Linked DNA regions of Mus musculus: region 2 is linked to region 1. The links are chromatin contacts, called in public Hi-C maps. All regions are on one chromosome and are shown on one strand. The core of a region is the stretch at or near the end of the contact, and the rest is flanking DNA. Distances in the headings are between cores, read along the strand shown. Region 1 overlaps L3mbtl1 (L3MBTL1 histone methyl-lysine binding protein). Region 2 has its middle 11 kb from the start of Gtsf1l.

Region 1 (3,506 bases), core at 653-3,152:
ACCACTATACCAAAAGCCCAGTATGGGGGAGACCTCTATAAGTGGTAGTCTGACTTTTTGTGCACAGTTGTCCTTAAATAAAGAACTTTATTTGCGACTCTTTTAATTTGTAGAGTTTGAAACTGGAAGGAGCCCTTGAGTGTGTTTAAGGCTTCCTTACAAAACAACAGAGGCATTCCCTTGCAGCAGCACAGTGTGGTCTCTGGTCTTGCCCCTGTATTGCCCATCTTATCTATGCTCTCTGCGTGTCAGTCCAGACAGACTCCTACTTCTAGAACATTCTGACCAACACAGAGTAAACGCATTAAGCTCTTTCTCCCTGGAATGGCTTTTTTTTTTCTCTCATTTGCTTAGGGGTTTGGTTTGGTTTGGTTTGGTTTGGTTTGGTTTGGTTTGATTTTGGTACTTGGAGTTAAGCCCCCAGCTTCTTGCATGCTAAAACAGTCCTTTATCACTGCTCAGTAGCGATGTCCACCACCCACCCACTCCAGATGACCGAGGTGAATAGCCAATGCCACCATTTTATGAAACACGTGGACTTGAGTCCACTTCCATCAAGACAGAATATCCCCATCATACCAGAAAGTTCTGCCTCAGCCTCTTCTGGTCGGGCCTCACCCCAAAACATAACCACTGTAGATCGTCATATTTTTTTTAGCACTGTGGATTTATAGATTGGCTTTGCCTGTTCTTGAACTGTGTGCGCGGGATCAGACAGCGGTGCTCTGTGGGTCTCTCTTCGTTCCCTGTAGTGCTGTGACGTGCTGCATACACTCAGAGTTTTTCTCCACTTGATGCTCAGGGGGCAGCTCTCCTGTCCATGGACATTTAAAGGTTTCCCTCTCAGTCCCATGCCTCACAAACCCCTTGCCCTGCCTTCTCCCCCCTTCTCCCTCCCCATAGCTGGCTTTGGGGACTGGAATACACACTTCTCAGCCTTTCACACACTGGCTCCATCTGTCTGGGGATGAGGCAGCTGGAAGTAAATTGCAGACCTCACGGTCTTTCACCTCTGACCACTGTGACTCGTGACTTTTTAAAACAACGCTGTTATTGCGAAAGCAAGCAATCAGTACTAGCTTCTCTGACCTACCGACCAAGCCCTGCCCTTCCCCACATTTCTTGTCACCTCAGAACGTTTTTTAAAAAATCGTTCTTGAGCCAAATAAGGCCCATATAAATTATTTCAGGTGTTTTGTAGCCCTTCAATATCTCCTGTTCTAGGAGAGTATTCTCTTTTTTTTATTAGGTATTTTCCTCGTTTACATTTTCAATGCTATGAGAGTATTCTCTTATCTTGTCTCTCACTCTCTTTTTTTTTCCTTGTGATATATATTTTTTTAAAAAGTCTCGGAGTCAGGACCAGCAAGTTGGCTAATAAGCTGGTAAAGGTGCCTGACACCAAGCTTGAAGACCTGAGTTTGATCCCTAAAACTCCCATGATGGAAGGAGAGCGCTGACTCCTGGAAATTGCCCTCTGGCCTCCACACACGTGTAGTAATGTGCACACATTCAACACCAACACTCACATCCGTACATACACAAAGTAAATAACTTTAATAGAAGAAGGCTTACAACTAAAAATCAGATCCAAAAGCTTGTTTACATTGGAGTGTTCTCCATCTCTCTGATTTGGGGGGCAGGAATAGGTCAGAGGTTACAGTGAACCCCATGCGATAGCCCTCAAAATCCCCAGCTTGCTGTTAGTCGCCCTGAGCTTGACAGGTGGGTCCCCACAGGCAGCTGTGGGGTTTCTGTTGTCTTTGTTTTTGTTTGTCTTTGCTCTCTTTTGGCTTCGGGCGGTTCACAAATGCTAGATCCCACGCGTAGATATGGAAGCTGTTGCCCCGGTTACAAAGTGAGTCCAGGCAGTGTTTTTAAAGCTGATGACTAATGAGTGAAGCCGCTCAGACCAGGAGCCAGGATTGCTCCTGAGACGGGCGAGCGTGCAGTCTGTGCAACAATATCCTGGGGCCCTGTGCTTAGAAGGACCTGGCAGCTGGCTTGGTGCTCTGCTGCCACTATTTTGAAATTCTTGCAAACTTTCAAACAAGAAGCTCCGAGTTGTCGTTTGGTAGCAAGCCCCACAACTGTGTCAGCAGCAACTGTTTTCTCGAAGCTACTGTCTGTAAGGGCTCCAAAGACGCTTTTCCAGTGTACATGTCTGACACAGAGCAGTCAGCAGAAAGACAAAGAAAAGCTGAATGTGTGTGGTGCGGGGGACCAGGCTTCTTGCGTTCCTTCTCCGCCCCCATTGTTGTCTTCCTTCTCTCCTTTTTCCCTCCCTTGTCTTTTCTTTTTGCCCTCCCTCCCTTCCCTACCCACCACATGCCCTTTCTCCCCTCCCCCTACTTCCCACCATATCTGCCCCTACCTTCCTTTCACCTCACCCCCACCACCACACCTGACCTCCCCCCCCCATACCTTCCCCCCCCATCTCCTTCTCACTCTCCCACCCCCTCAGATGATTGACGGCGAGGCCTTCCTTTTGCTGACACAGGCGGACATTGTGAAGATCATGAGTGTCAAGCTAGGCCCAGCCTTGAAGATCTATAACGCCATTCTCATGTTCAAAAACACTGACGATGCCTTTAAGTGACTGGTTGGGGGCGGGGAAGTGGGGGCTCCTCCCATCCTCGCGGGGCTCCCTCTGCAAATGGTGCTTCTCTCCCAACTTGAGTTCTGCACCCCTGCCCTCACTGTCTGACTAGATGTGCGGGAGCAGAGGAGCCTGGGGAAGCAGGTCTCAGCCCTCGGTCCTAGAGTTCAGTTGCCCCGGGGAAGGTGTGACTAAACCGAGACCTGACTGATATAAGGGCCGCAGGTATCCTGGCTGGGGTAGCCTACAGCTTTAGCCACCTTGGTTATTGTCTTAGGAATTAGGAGGAGCTAGGTAGGGTAGGCATCCTCTATTCAGACCTATGTCGCTTTTTGGCATCTCTATGTCCTTTCTCCTCCTTGGCCCATCTCCTCCTACGAAGAACTGGCCATGACCTTGGTGTGCACATTTTACACATGATAGGCGCCTCCCTCCCTGTCCGCTGTTGGCTGTATACCCTTGCTCCCCGTTCATGGTCCAGCCAGGCCCCATGGCTCTCTTCCCCCATAGATGCTTAAGACTCAGAAATATGGGAGCATCTTACTAGGAGCCTCTGGCTGTCTTCTCCCTTTTGCCTCTAGGCAGAGATTGAGAGCCCAGGCACCACCTTCCTGAACACGTTCAGTTCAAGATCACTCGGCGTTGAAGTGGGCAGTACGGAGTGAGCAGATGGTTAGAGCCCATGTCCTAACAAGCAGGGCCTAAGTTCCCTGCTGCTGTCTCTATTGGGTGTGGGGGGAGATGAAGTCTGCCCTGGCAAGCGGTCCTGACTAGGACGTCAGACACACTGGAGGCTTTGACTAGCTCCAGAAAGCGTGATGGCTGTATCATTTTCTCTGACTGTGGCTCTCAGCCAAGATAGTGCACATGAGGGAGAGGCCCCTGCCAGCCCAGCCTCCTGCCAGGA
Region 2 (3,506 bases), core at 317-2,816, 130 kb after region 1:
ATATCTTCGGTAAAGTGTGACTTCCCACTTTATGTGACTGATGCTCTTTTTGTGGCACCTCCATCCCAGCTCAGGAGAAGCCATGGCACTAGCCCTGTAGGGAGTCAGCAGACACTCTGGCTCTTGCTCCATACAACCCAGAAGGTGCCTTTTCATGACCAGGGACCCAGGCTGCAGTTTCGGACCCCTGAAAGGCCACATACGGAGACAGCATTGGTAGCAATTCATCTACCCTGGAAACCGCATCGTAGGAGGTAGGCTCTTAGGGTGTTTAATGGCCAAACACACATTAGCGCAGCGAGCAGATGTTAAGTCCATTAGTGACAAAGGGAGATCAGAGTGCCTGTGCTTCTAAAAGATGTCTTGAGTGGTCCTCCAGCCTCTAGCCTGCTCCTAGCATTTTTTTTTTTTTTCTGAGTCTGGGACCTGAGAGGTTGCTCACCATGGTAACCTGAGCAGAGAGCAGGATGTGCACACATCTGTCTGGGTAGTGCTTTCCAGACCTGTCCACATAGAGAGGACCCGTAATGTAGGTGAGATCAGAGCTGCTCTCCTCTGCCTTGCATCTTTTTCCAAGAGATGCCACCAACAGCTGCTAACATGGGCACCAACAGCTGCTAACATGGGCACAGAGAGGGGAAGATTCAGACTGCGTAGAAACAGCTTCCCCCAAAATGAAAATCCATGGGTCAGGGGAGGGGGCACCATCCGCACAGCTCTGAGGAAGCCATCATCCCGTGTAGCTGCTTTCAGGCCACCCACATTTCTATCTCTAGCCCCCTGCCTTGTTCTGTAAGTAACGTTAATAAACTCATTGGTCCCCTAGGGGAACCTTGGTGGATCTGGACCTTACTTAGGAGGAAGCAGGTAGATGTCGCCTGGCCTCGACCCAGGGTGAAAATTCTGTGCATATTCCAGTTTATAATCAGAGACTCGGTCACACAGCAGGCTTCCTAGCAGCGTCAGCTGTCAGCCAGGGGGCAGGGCCAAGCATTTCCTACTCATCTGAGTCCCTGGTGAGCTCTAAGGGCACCTCCTACCGACAATGGACTTCCTACGCTACTAACTTATTTTATTTGTCGATTGTGTGTCTATGTGGGTGTCTGTGCACTGTGAGTACAGATGCCCCTGGAGGTGCAGAAAAGAGCCTGGGGTCCTTTAGAGTTATAGGCAGCTGTGTGTCTCTGGACATAGGTCCTAGGAACCGTAATTGGGTCCTCTGCAAGACCAGCCTGTGCTCCTGACTCCTGAGCCACCTCTCTCCATGCAGGCTATTCTCTTGTCATTAAAACTCTACTCCGTACCCGGTACTAAGCTGCCTTCACTCTCCCCCTGCTTTTAAAATTGGGTGTCCACAAACCCGGGCCCTTCCCAGCTGTTTTCAAGAAGCTGCGCGTGAGGCTGGCTTCCTCTTACCTGCTCTGCCTCATGAACTTAATGTTTGTTGTTTTGCTTTTCTCCCCAGCTTTCTCTCAATGCTTGTTTTCCCTCCTGGGTTACACGCTTTGTTTATTTTCCAACTTCCTTGTTTAATGACAAAGTCCTGTAGCGATGGGGAAAGGGGTGTTGGTTTTGGTTAGTTCCCCAAGTTTCTCTGCCTGAGGTTCCAGCTCCCGCTACGCTCTGAACTGCTTATAACTGACATTCTCTTCCTTTGTTTGAGCTGAGCAATTAGGAAATACATTTCCAAGTGATTGGTTTTTGTTTACCTTGGGTGTGACATTTCTGTCTTCATTGCATTGTGGATGTTGTGGCCTGGCCAACAATGGCTTTTTAATGACCCGGGTGCTTCTGTGACCCAGAACCTATCAGTGCTCAAATCCAGGACACAGTGCTTTTTTTTTTTTCTTTTCCCAAAATGGAAATATTTATGTTTTAATTTTTAAAGTTGTTTTAAATGATTTATTTATTCAGCTTGTGGGTGCACAATGTGCCATGTAGCACATGTATGTGCGTGCATGCGCGTGGTGTGTGTGTGTGTGTGTGTGTGTGTGTGTGTGTGTGTGTGTGTATGTGTGAAGCCGCTGTGCTTCACCCACCAAGTGAGGCCTGGAGATCAAAGTCAGGATGACAGAGCTTGGTGCCGGGTACCTTTGTAGGATGAGCTGTCAAACGTCACAAGAGGCTTGTTTTTAAATGTCAATCCCGATTTTTGTCTTCAGTTATGTTCTCCGCTTCTCTGTCTTCCTCCTCTGCCATAGCACATGGAATTGGTTTTCCCAGGTACTGCCGGAACTCAGGTTGCTTTGTTGTTGTTGTTTCTGTGGTGTTGGGGCTTGAGCTGAGCACACTGTGCTTTCATGGCAAGAGGTCACCACTGAACTACCCTGCTAGCCCCTCTTGGCTCTCTTTTACAGTAGATTATTCTCACAAATACATTTAGTTGTGGCACAGAAATAGAACTGGTAGTACTCAAAAGTCTGAAGTTTGGGAACACCGATAATGAAGGAGTTATGGCAGCATCAAAGACTAAACCAGGAGCTTCGCGCTGACACGGGTACCCAGCGACCAGGAGGTCACTAGCTGGTAGGGGACCCTCGCGACTGACCTCAATTTGGGAAGCCCGCTGCTGCTACGCATCCATACACCACCAGAGGGCAGCACTTCCCCGGTCTCTACTATGGGCCGGAGATCAGCTCAATAGGGAGGAATTTATTCCTTGGGACTGAAGTCTGGGACACACTTCCCTCCAAAGTTATCTGGGCATTTGACAACTGGAGAGAGAGGGGGAAGAGGGGAGGGGGGGGGAAAGGGGGAGAGAGGGAGAGAGGGAGAAGAGATTTAAACCTACTCCATTAGTGTCTTAGAGGCTGTGGGTGGGCCGAGGTGGCAGCTTGGGGATTTGGACAGCAGACGCTTGACAATTTGGAGAGCAGTGCTCCTGGGAGAAGGGGAGGTGAGCCTAACCAGCGCCCCCCCCCCCGGGGGGGCCTGAGTTCATGGTCTCTGTGTGTGTGCATGACCAACATTAAGTGGGGTGGACAGCTGGCAGTTGGTTTTGGATAAGTACCAGATGTCTTTGTTTTAAAGCCTTTTCCTTATCTATGCATCTCATCTCTGTGTGTGTGAAACACATGGGTGTGTGTGTATGTGACTGTGTGGGTGTGGGCAGGAGAGTGAGGAGGCCAGAGGCAGAGGGCAGACGTTTTTCTCTATCCTTCTTCTCCATATCTTTGAACCCAGGTTCACCAATTTGACTAGGCTGGATGCCCAGTGAACTGCAGGGATCCTCCTGGCTGTGCCTGCGACGTGAGGCACATTCACCACCATGACTGACTCTTGCCATGGGTGGTCATGTTTGCCTGACAAGCACTTCACTGACTGAGCCCGCTAACCCCTTCTCAAGCCCAGGCTGTTGTGTGTTTAGGAGACACATCGCGACAGAGAAGGTACATTTAATATGAAGTTGCAGTTTACAGCAGCTGGCGATACTTCCTACAGGGAGCTAGGTGACTGGGAGGTTTTCACTTTAGGCAGTTGTGCTTGGCCCGAGAGCTGGTGTGTGT

Evidence for each region. Hi-C and Micro-C count contacts between places; a contact is called where the count stands out from the background.
Region 2: a contact with region 1 is called in a Hi-C map of liver, with 4 times the contacts expected there. The contact joins two enhancer-like sites. A contact is called at or near these places in 10 of 39 promoter capture datasets (the C10 cell line, the HPC-7 cell line, HPC-7-derived erythroid cells and 4 more), 4 of 15 datasets of contacts at CTCF or cohesin (the G1E-ER4 cell line, embryonic stem cells, large pre-B cells and 1 more), 12 of 484 Hi-C or Micro-C datasets (B cells, the G1E-ER4 cell line, the N1E-115 cell line and 2 more), 8 of 115 datasets of contacts at active chromatin or transcription factors (all in embryonic stem cells) and 5 of 9 other capture datasets (adipose tissue, embryonic stem cells, liver and 2 more).

Annotation. Positions count from the first base shown.
Region 1 is chr2:162,971,924-162,975,429 of GRCm38.p6, forward strand. It overlaps L3mbtl1 (L3MBTL1 histone methyl-lysine binding protein), which reads left to right. Exons shown (of 23, transcript NM_001081338.2): 23 at 2,465-3,506. The coding sequence ends at 2,599. Among named protein-coding and RNA genes, the nearest start is that of Sgk2, 14 kb to the right of the region's middle. Within about 2 kb of position 1,903, at least 84 of the 459 cell types and tissues checked have an H3K27ac peak or open chromatin away from gene starts, as enhancers often do. A contact at or near this core is called in the N1E-115 cell line, liver and pancreatic islet, where this site is marked.
Region 2 is chr2:163,099,140-163,102,645 of GRCm38.p6, forward strand. No RefSeq gene overlaps it. Among named protein-coding and RNA genes, the nearest start is that of Gtsf1l, 11 kb to the left of the region's middle. Within about 2 kb of position 1,567, at least 21 of the 459 cell types and tissues checked have an H3K27ac peak or open chromatin away from gene starts, as enhancers often do. A contact at or near this core is called in the N1E-115 cell line, liver and pancreatic islet, where this site is marked.